3 separate regions of the Mus musculus genome follow, and all the other regions are linked to region 3. Evidence: chromatin contacts called from public HiChIP or PLAC-seq data. All regions are on one chromosome and are shown on one strand. The core of a region is the stretch at or near the end of the contact, and the rest is flanking DNA. Distances in the headings are between cores, read along the strand shown. Region 1 has its middle 6.6 kb from the start of Hipk2. Region 2 holds the start of Dennd2a (DENN/MADD domain containing 2A). Region 3 overlaps Gm38794 (a long non-coding RNA gene).

Evidence for each region. HiChIP or PLAC-seq counts read pairs in DNA pulled down with a chosen protein or histone mark.
Region 1: a contact with region 3 is called in an HNF4G HiChIP or PLAC-seq map of pancreatic cancer cells. The contact joins two enhancer-like sites. A contact is called at or near these places in 2 of 115 datasets of contacts at active chromatin or transcription factors (embryonic stem cells and pancreatic cancer cells).
Region 2: a contact with region 3 is called in a FOXA1 HiChIP or PLAC-seq map of pancreatic cancer cells. The contact joins the promoter of Dennd2a here to the enhancer-like site in region 3. A contact is called at or near these places in 2 of 484 Hi-C or Micro-C datasets (both in uterus), 4 of 115 datasets of contacts at active chromatin or transcription factors (craniofacial prominence, embryonic stem cells and pancreatic cancer cells) and 1 of 9 other capture datasets (embryonic tail).

Annotation. Positions count from the first base shown.
Region 1 is chr6:38,881,117-38,884,527 of GRCm38.p6, forward strand. It overlaps a transcript of Tbxas1 not described here. Among named protein-coding and RNA genes, the nearest start is that of Hipk2, 6.6 kb to the left of the region's middle. Within about 2 kb of position 2,050, at least 54 of the 459 cell types and tissues checked have an H3K27ac peak or open chromatin away from gene starts, as enhancers often do. A contact at or near this core is called in pancreatic cancer cells, where this site is marked.
Region 2 is chr6:39,555,663-39,559,111 of GRCm38.p6, forward strand. Dennd2a (DENN/MADD domain containing 2A) reads right to left here and starts at 2,172. Exons shown (of 19, transcript NM_172477.4): 1 at 1,913-2,172.
Region 3 is chr6:39,241,528-39,245,122 of GRCm38.p6, forward strand. Gm38794 (a long non-coding RNA gene) reads left to right here. Exons shown (of 2, transcript XR_868996.1): 2 at 2,129-3,595. Among named protein-coding and RNA genes, the nearest start is that of Gm38794, 16 kb to the left of the region's middle. Within about 2 kb of position 1,649, at least 222 of the 459 cell types and tissues checked have an H3K27ac peak or open chromatin away from gene starts, as enhancers often do. A contact at or near this core is called in craniofacial prominence, embryonic tail, pancreatic cancer cells and 1 more, where this site is marked.

The DNA.
Region 1 (3,411 bases), core at 800-3,299, 360 kb before region 3:
TAGAGGAATGAAGGGGAGAAGAAAAAGTTAAAGTAAGGGAGAAACTTCTGAGGAATGACACCCGAGGCTGTCCTCTGACTTTATACATAGATGTGGGCACACTCACACAGAAACACACAAATCAGACCTCTACTTTGGTCTTGTTTGTCTCTGTTTTCTTTCCGGTATTGTGCCTGTCTCTTTTTCTTTTTATCTTTCCACACGTTCTTTATTTCATCTACTCCTCTTTTCTGTTTTGATTCTGTTTTTTTTTTTTTCAAATCATAATATAGCCCAATTTTGTTTTTACCATTGTCTTATTAGGCTTTTCCCCCTACAGTTATCCTTAATAAATTCATTTATATTTCTGCTTTCAACTGTTGCTTGGTTTCAATGATCTTTTTAAAGAGAGTGGTATTTAATAATGACACTTAAGTGACAAATATCACGCCCACAGAGAATTTTGAAAGAGTAGGCAGTGCATTCAAATGAGCAATGATAGCAGCTATAGCTTTAAGGGCAAAGGGTAGACCAGAGTGGAGCCTTGGCAGGGCAAAGGGGAGTGACTGTAGGAAAGGTACAGCAGCCTCAGAGGACTTGCATGCACAAGGCTGGCCGGGGTGACAGAGAAGCAGCACTCATTTTATGCTCTGTTTATAGGAAAAACAAAACAAAACAAAAAGCAAGAAACAGACATCTGGGCAGGGCTGTGGGTAAGGCAAGGTGATGCCCAAAGAGTGTCCAGTTGAAAGGAGCTGAGGAGAACAAAATGACAAAATGTAATTCACCAATGCATGAGAAAGAAGCTGAACCGAAAGCTGTGCAGGAAGACAGCACAGTTTTCCTGGAGGTTGCAGGAATGGTGGGCTGGGGGCACACTCGTCCATAAGAAGTACTTCTGAGAGTTAACAGGCCCGGCAGAGGACTTCTGTGATGGTGGGAAGGCAGGTTGGAGCCCCTTGCATCCATGCAGCTCCGGTTAAAGTTGGGCACACTAGGCAGAGAAGGTACCCAGAGACGTTTGAAAGGAGGAAGTAGCAAGAAAAGGAGGCTGAAGAAAGATCTTCCTAAGGCCAGCGCATCTGGTTCAATCAAGCCAGCTGGCCCGGGGTGAACCAGAGGGTCTGAGCAGCACTGTGCATCATGCTTATATTGCAAGTTTCCCCCTGCTGACATGGAGGGCTGGCCCTTGTGGAAGAGCACTGTTGGACTGACACTGACCTGCAGTTCTTAGTGACCTCTTCAATGCAAATCCCAGTGTCCTTCCTCAGTTTCTCCCCTGCTGGATCTCCTAGGCAAACATCAGTTAGACAGTCATTTCTCTCTGTCACTCTCACTCTCTCCCTGCAAACTTTCAAATTTCCCTTCAACTTTCCTGATCATTTTCTTCTCTCTCTCTCTCTCTCTCTCTCTCTCTCTCTCTCTCTCTCACACACACACACACACACACACACACACACACACTCCTTGAGAAATTTAATTCATTAGCTGTCCTATGACTGCTTATTTTGTGCTAAATCTCTATATCAAGAGGTGAGAGTGGCTTTTGAGGTGCTGAAGTGCAAAGAAAAACCATCAGTGAAAGAGCACAATACAGTGTGAAGAGCACTGTCATGACAGGGATGGATACCTGTGGGCTAAAGGCAGCTCCGCAGGATGAATGGCAAAGAGTGTGTTTGGAGCCAAGGGTGACATCTGCGCCCAGCCTGTGGATTCTGGCAGAGGATAGCAACATAGAAAAGTCTGTGTGACCAGGATCTGTTCAAAATGAGAATACCGCCAAACAGGAAACTGGAGGGGGAGGCTGTGGTTGAGAAGGACACTGGGGACATTGTGCCAAGATGAGGAACCTGCACTGTGTCAGATATGCACCAGGTGTGGGGAGAAAATGAGTGTGATTCTGAACATGTTGAGTTCAAGGTTTGTGGGATATTCAGACAGGGGTGCTCAGCTGCAGGTGGGTGTTAGTGCCTGGAGTTCAGCCAAGGAATTTTCAAGGGAGAGAGACTGTTTTGAGTCATGTGTGTATAATAAGTTGCTAATCCGCAGGAGGGGAGGAGCGGCAGCGGCAGGCTGAGATCACACAGGGAGGTTATATGGTTTTGTTTGTCAAAGTTGTGACCCTTGAGTCATCTGCATCAAAACCCCACAGGAGATAACTAGAGACAAGGATCTAGGCCATGCACTGAGCCCACTGACTCAGGAATCCAGGGGTGGTACCTGGATTAGCATTTTAACTTATTCTCTCTGGCATAGATTTACTTAGTGATACTATGTAGCCAGTTCCTTTGAGGGGACGCAAGACGCACTGCTCCACTGCTGGCAAGATGCACTGCTTTCTTTGCTCATCCTTGATGTACTACATTTACATAAGCTCTTCTGCGCAGCTTGCTGTCTTGACAAGCTTCTGTGTTTGTTCTTTAGGCTGATCTTTGTATTGATGGACTTCCTAGCTCCGGCCCCACATTTCCAGCAGCCTTCTAGAAACCTCTCCCAAATGGAACTCATCTGCTCTGTTCTTCTTGGAGAACCACCATCCTCTCGGACTTCCACAGCCATCTCAGAGGCACAGTACCGCCCCACTGTTTCTCTTCTTACAGGTCCTCTCCCTAGGGCACAGTCCCCCTCCCTACTGCCAGCCCCACTAAGACTGGACCCTGACTCCAGTCTTTTTTTTTTCTTGAATACATATAACTTGTTGATAAAATTGTCTTTCTGCAAGCCACACCATTGCTCTGAGATGTTGAGTCATTGCCTTGCCTGCTCAGTAAACCTTAATTGCCTTAACCAGATACTTTAATCTTATTTCCATCTGCTCCAAACCCACCTTCCAATCTTGTTCTCCCCTCTTGCCCAACCTGTGTCCTGAGCAGGGGCCACACCCCACTCAGTCCCTGCACACAGCCTCCCATCTGTTTTCTTCATCCTTTCAAACCCAGTGAAAGTTCTTTCAGGAAGCCTCGCCTGGCACCCCCACTGCATCCCAGCAGTTTGCCTTTGGTCTCCTCAAAGCACAGGCTGGTTTCATTTTTGCCATCCCATCCCATGTAGGAATAGAGTTCTCTGTTTCATTTTAAAATTATTTACCTTCCCTTCTCAGAAAACAGCTGAACAAGAATGGAACATGAGGATATGTAGGGTTCCACTCTATCACTCCCAACTAGATGACAATATGAAATTTACCTAAGCCTCAGTTTTCTCATCTGTGGAATGGGATAATGCTGTCTGCACTAGTAGAAATCAGCAGAGACAAAAGCACTTTGTGAATGCCTTTGTGAAGTGCTATAGTGTCAGATATGAAGGAGGAGTTTAACAAGCACGTTGAGTTCATGAAAAAGGTACATTTCAGAACAATCTTTAAAGTGTGACCTGTGAACACAGAATGTAAGTGACTGAACGCAAGGAAGAATTTAGTCTTGGGATCACTTGCTT
Region 2 (3,449 bases), core at 922-3,421, 310 kb after region 3:
TGCCTCTCTGGCCTTTGGGTGACTTTGCTGTCTCCTCTGTCCCAGATAACCTTCCCTGCACTTTCATGGTGGAGTGACTCCCAGGGCATCCACAGGCATCCTCTCTGGATTCTCCTGGTTCTACAGCATACAGCATGAATAGCCAGGCCAGACTGGAATGGTAGCTTCTGGTACCAACATGTCCCCAGTCACCAGCACGCAGACCCATTTATATGAGTGAAGTAAGACCTGGCAGGTGCATCTTCCAGAATGAACATCCAGACACGAAGCTCTCTGCCAGTCCCTTATTACCATCCCTTACAGTCTCTGAGGAATGGCAAGTTGGCTCAGCCTGATGTCCTGAAAGTTCAATCCTGACCACCCACACGATGGGAGGGCAGAACTGACTCCTACAAATTGTCTTCTGATCTACATACATGACTAGTAGCACATACACAATAAATAAAAATGCAATAAAATTATTTTAATTTAAAAAATAGTCTCAGAGCTGGAGACATAGCTTAGTTGGTAGAGAACTTACTGAGCAAGCAGGAAGCCCCAGGTTTGACCCCAGACATCTCATAAAGGTTTGTGCCACACTCCCGTAATTCTAGTGTTTTGGAGGTAGACTCAGGGACTAGAGAGATGGCTCATCAGTTAAGAGCACGAGCTCGGGCTGCTCTTCCAGAGGACCTGGGTTCAATTCCTAGCACTCACATAGCAGCCCACAACTGTGTGTAACTAACTCCAGTCCTAGAGGATAGGCACTAGAGCGGCCGTGGGCACTGCATGAACATGGTGTACAGACATACATTCAGGGAAACTCATAAAGATATAGTACATTTAAAAAAATTAATTCAAAATCAAGTTCAAGGTCTGTCTAAGCTACCTGAGACCCTGCCTCAAACAAACAAGTCCCTGAACTGAGCCTGCCTGCCTACCAGTAATCCTGAATTTAGAGAGTTAAGACAAAAGGGAGGACTTTAAGTTTGAGGCCAGCCTGGGTCACATACTGAGACCCTGTCTCAAATAAATAAACTGTCTGTTTCTGTTTGCCTTCTGCTTCCTCTCTGAATCTCCAACTCTCTCCTCTGTGGTCCATTCCCTAAAGAGCCTATTCAACTCTTCAGGTGTTTGGTACTGAAGGAGAAAGGCTTTTCTATAGTAACCACAGCAGGTGCAAGTGTTTCATAACAAATTACTGTAAAGTGCCTATTATAACACTATTACCACACTCCACAATTACCTGTCTTTTGGGGAGCTATAGTCACAACCCTGAAAGCCATCAGAGCACCCGGCCAGAAGTCAGCCTGCTCCTTCCTCAGCAGGCTGGTTAAATTAGGGTCCCAGCTCTCTCCTTGTTCCAATCCAGGGCCAAAGGAAGGCACTCCTTAGCTTCCTGTGTCTGCCCCTCACTACAGGATTCCGGGCGCTGAGCTCCCTCTGGCTCAGTGGTCTGACTCCATATCACAGTGACTCTCCTGCACAGGACTATATCCTGTGTGGTTAAGAGACTTACCCTGGGCTCCATCTACTCCCAACTCCATCCTTGGGGAGGAAAGTGGGAGAAGTAAACTTCAACGTACCCCACTTTCCACCACGACAAATCCCGACTAGAGCCGCCTGGACTCCCCCACCCCAGCGTACACACTCGGTCTCACACGCGCGTACTCACTCACAGCCGCCCGGGAGCTCCGGCACAGCGCAGGGCCGGGCTCTGCCCAGTTTCTGCAAGTTTCTTCGGCCCTGAAGTTAGCCCGACCCGGGAAAGAGCTGTGGATCGCTTCCTGCGCGGGTCCCCAGGGCCCCGCTGAAGCGTCCCCAGCGCCGCCTGCGAGGAGCCCCGGCTTGCGCCTGCAGTCTCCTCGTCGCCCCCGCGCGTACCCTCCCGGGTCTCCCCCGAGGTCGCCCGCACTCCGGCGCCCAGCCCTACCTCTCTACGGGCGTCGGCTCCGCGGGTTCTGGGGCGCAACTCGCGGTCGCCCGGGGCAGGGGCGGCGGGGGCCTGGGGCGCCATGGCCCGCTGCCCTCCGCGCCTTTGTCCGCGCGGCCTCCCCCGGCCGCCGCGAGCCCCTCGGGTCCCCGCCGCGCGCGCTCCCGTCCGGTCCCCGCCGCCTCCGGCCTCGGAGGCGTGCTGCGTCTCCTCTGGCCTCCCGCGCGCGCGGCCCCTTCCTCTGCCCTGGGCTGCGCCGCGACCGTCTGCAGTGACGCGCGCCCCCTCCTCCCGACCCATCCCGCGGCTCCAGTGAGCTAATCCGCAGCTGGCGGGCGCCCGGCCGGTTGCCACAGCAACCACTCTCCCAGGGCCCGCCGCCGAGGGGAGCCACGGTAAACAGGACCTTCTGCCGCACTCACTCGCCCCCTCGCCTTTCGAGGGGTGGGGGAGACGGTGGCTTAACCTTTTCTGTGCTGAAGATCGCCGAACCGGTTCTCTGCTACCCCGACTGAGGTCCATTCTTGAGATGCGCTTAGCCAGGGGCCGAGAACCAGATTTAGACAGCACCAAAGCCGTAGCCACACTCCCTGCCCTTGCTTTGTTTCTGAGCAGTTAGGGTGGACGCCTCAGGCAGAATTGGGCTCCACATTTGCCCCCAAGCAACTGACAGTCATGAGATAGGCCTTCGAGGCCCAGTTTGCCCATAAGCAACAACTCACAGTCATGAGACAAGCTATTTGGACCCAAGGGTCCATATTTGCCCCTAAGCAACTCAGGAGCCTGGGCCATAAGGATCCAGGGGCCCACCTCCCTACAGAAGGGTACAGAATGGGTCCCAAGCCCTGGTCAGGAAAAGTGATCAGAGAACTGGCTTTCTACAGCACACCGGTCCCACGGTCCCACGGTTCCACGGTCCCACGGTCCCACGTACACAGGGTGCAGTCAAAGCACTCACACAGGAGGTTTTTAAGACAGTAGGATTGCCAAATTGGGGGGCTGGTGAGATGGCTCAGTGGGTAAGAGCACCCGACTGCTCTTCCAAAGGTCCAGAGTTCAAATCCCAGCAACCACATGGTGGCTCACAACCATCCGTAATGAGATCTGACTCCCTCTTCTGGAGTGTCTGAAGACAGCTACAGTGTACTTACATATAATAAATAAATAAATCTTAAAAAAAAAAAAAAAAAAAGGATTGCCAAATTGGAGTCCACTTGAAAATGCTGTGGGGGCCTTAAGGGAGCCAACACAGGCTGGGGCATTCTCTGGGGCTTTGGTGACCAGCGATAGTGAATCAGTTATAGAAGGTGGAGAAACAGGGCAAGAAAAGACAGCCTGAAAAGAGGGAAGAGTGTGACTGGTGTTGTGGGGGTGTCACATTATGGTATTTGGGGGACCCTTAAGTGGGAGGGAATAAGGATCGATGGGTAGGCCTGGAGGGATTCAAGTGGCCTGGGCAGAATTTGAATATTATGCTAAAGGCAAAGGGGTCCAAGCAGAGAAACACCAGATGCTAAGTGCTCAGGCCTGACAGTGA
Region 3 (3,595 bases), core at 399-2,898:
TGGGGTCCTGCCAATAAGCTATCAAGGGCTTTCCACTTGGCTGGCAGCCCCTGAAATCACTGCCCAGATGTTCCTTCTCCCTAATTCTTGCTACCATCAGGAAACAAAATCCAACACACAGAGCAGTCTGTGCCCATCCACAACCATGTGTGACAAATGGTTTCCCTTCCCGGTTATATAACAGCCTAATTCTGGCTGCCAGTGTGCATGCTCTGAAGTACTTTAAACTACGTATCCACTGAGTAAGATCAAGACAGAAAACACAAGTTAATTAAGTTTCACTTTAGTCATTTCCTGCCTTCTCAGGAAACTCAATTCTAGAGGCTTCTTGCTGGTTCCTCACCAATGCAGCCCTTTCTTGGACCCAGAGCTGTATATATCTATCACTGGGGTGTCCCTGACCAGTGCCCTCTGATTTAGGGTGTCTACGAAGCTATGATGCAACTAGGAAAGATTACCTTCTGTTAAGTACTAAAATAGTCTTGGTTTTTTGTTTGTTTGATTGATTGATTGATTGATTGATTGATTTGGTTTCTTAGGACAGGATCTGAAGTACCCTGGGCCGGCCTTGAACCTATGAAGTAGCTGAGGATGACCTTGAACTCTTTGTCTTCCTTCCTCAACCTAGTACTACAGGGCTGTTCCTTCATGCTGAGCTTTAAACTGTGCTGGGGATTGAACCCAGGGCCTTAAGCACATAAGGTGAACACCTTTTCATCTGAGCTTCAGTGACAGCCCCTAAATATTATCCCTCGTGACTTTTTTTTTTTAGCCATAAGAGGTAGAACTGAAGAAAATGCACGACAGTCCTCCTACTGCAATTACCCTTCATCTCACAGAACTGAAAGTTCATTTCATTTTTCTATGATTACTGCAAGTCATCTCAGTAGACCTTTGGATCTCTGCAAACCTCATCTAGGAGACTGTGCTATGTAGTATGAATGTAGTAGAGAAAGCACTAGGTTCTAAATTTTTTAAATTTGGTTTGTTTGCTTCTCAAGACAGGATTTCTCTGTGTAGCCTTGGCTGTCCTGGCTCTTCCTTCATAGACCAGGCTGGCCTTGAGCTCACAGAGATCCACCTGCCTCTGCCTCCAGAGTGCTGGGATTTAAGGTGTGCCCCACCACCACCTTGCTCTCTAAATCTTAATATCATACCCTTCACCCAGATTCCCACTGTGTAGCAGCTCTCTCCTCTCCACTCTTCAAGCCCCCCACTCTGCCATTCTGTGTGTCTATGTGGGGCTATGTGCATGCCAGTGCAGATGTGCACTGGGGCGGGAAGAGGAAGTTGGATTCCTGGGTGCTGAGATTACATGTGATTGTGAGCTGCCTGGTGTACTGGGAATTAAACTTGGGCCCTCCGCAAAATCAGTACATGCTCATAACTGCTGAGCCAGCACTCCACCACTGGCCTCTTTTCAATTCATGTCTTATCTTCACTTTTAGAGTGAATGAACTCTGGTGCTGGACTTGCCACCAGGTTGTGGTTTCCACCCTCCCAACTCTGTGCCTGCCTATCTAGCCTGTGTGAGCACATGCGATTCCCAGCCTCTCCCAGCCTTTCCCAGCCTGAGTGCTGAGTCCTGCTCCAAGACCCTCAGCTGCCTTCCCCACAACACTGACATCCATCGTGCGGAGTCCAGCCATCTGGCCCTCATAAAATGTCCCAGGCTGTGTGCCAAGTTGCACTGTAGATTGTGTGGCCTTTGGTTCCCTAGGAAACCGGAGAGTGGACTGGCTGCCAAGTCGATGGAGGATTTCGGCTGTGTGTTTGGCCACCTGGGCAGAAGCCTGGCTTTCTTATCTGACATGTCTCCTTGCTAAGCCTGGGAGCCCAACCCTAACTGAGTCACCTAGGCCATGGAAAACCTGTTCCTTTGGAGCCCTAGCCCTTGTGGGTCACAGGTACAGGCTATCTGATGATGCCCTGCCTTTAGTTTTTCTTTTATACTCTTCCTGGTCTTGCTCCTGGTAGGCCTGTGAAAACTGAACTCAGTAAACTGACCACGGTGTCCTCATAACTTAAGTCTCTGAGTCACCAGAGTCTTGGCAGCTTTTGCCAGATCAACAAAACCTCACAGTTCTATCAAAGCCCTGATTTCAGTCCCTGCTGCTCTCTCACCCAGGTTTGCAACAGATGTTTACGGACTGTGTTTGAGAACCGTAATGTGTCAGCTGGTTCCCAACAAGGAATGTGCAAGATTGGCCCAAAGGAGGTCACAGCTCAAGTGGAAGGCACCAAAGTAAATCATTTGTCTCCAAGTGTGAAGTGCCCTGTAGGGCGGAGGCCAGTTCAGGGTTCCGGGGGAGCACCCGGGGAAGACCTCTGAACCATGCCCCAGGGTTCAGGAAATGCCTTCCGTGGTGGGTGATATGAAGGGTAAGGCAGGTTCAAATCAGCACCAGGAATTGTCCGTGAGTGTGGCAGAGACAGAGTCCACGTAGGGAAAAACTCAAAGAAAAGAAAAAACAGATGTGAAAACTATTACCATGGACACGGAGAAGTGGGCGGGGCCTGCCATAAAGAAGGGATCCGTGGGGTCTAAGAGCCTGCGGGAAGCCACTGAGAGGGTCTACGCAGCATTCACCTCGTCTACTCCACTCTCCGTGCTGAGTTCTACAGCCCAGGAAACTCCTTCTGCCATCGTGACGGAGAATGACTCAGGAAAGGGTACAGTCATTACAGAGGAGGTAGTGGCAGGGGTCCAAGGAGACGACAGTGCCCGAAGCAAGGGAGTGAGAGGAAATGAGAAATGGGAAATCATAGGTCTTGGTGCAGATCTTACATGAAGTTCAAGGAGAAAGGAGGAGTCTGGGCTGATGGACAGCCAGGCACACCCTGGTATCATGAGCCATCATTAGAGTAAGGAGGGCAAGTCTGTAGTGTGAACGGGGGCAAGGTCTTGACTGGAAGGCAGTATTAAATGATTATAGGTCATCCGCTAAAGGAGATGTCATCCAGAGTAATAATGGCTGGAAACAGTTCAGAGAGGCACCAGGGAAGCCAAGGCTGATGATGTAGTCTAGGGAACATTAGCATGAAGAGACAGAAATTTGAGCAGGGGAATTATCTCAGTAGGTAATGTGCCTGCTGCACATATATGATGACCCGAGCTCAGATTCCCAGCACCCAAGTAAAAGAGCCAGGGTATTTTCATGAGCCTGTAACCCTAACACAAGGAATCTAGACAGAGAGATCCCTGGCGCTTTCTGGCCAGCCATCCTTGCCAATCAGTTAGTGTCGGAAGACACCGGATGTCTGCCTTTGACCTCCGTGTGTACATATGCCATGTGTGCATATATTACATATGTGTACACAACTTTTAAAAGAGAGACAGGAGTTTGCAAAAACCTCAGTGTGCCTCCTATTCACAATGCCATACTTGAAGAAGGAAGTAACCGTATGGCGGAGAAAGCCGGCAGACAACGTTCCTGAATGATTGGGGTCGTCACTAAGGAGCAGAGTGACATCAAGAACCTCCTGACAGGGCTCACTGAGGCCACAGCATTTCTGAAGTATTTCCTCTCAAAACCCACAATCTGTATCTAATCCTGGGCAGCCACAGACAAACCCACAGGGAAGGACAATCCCT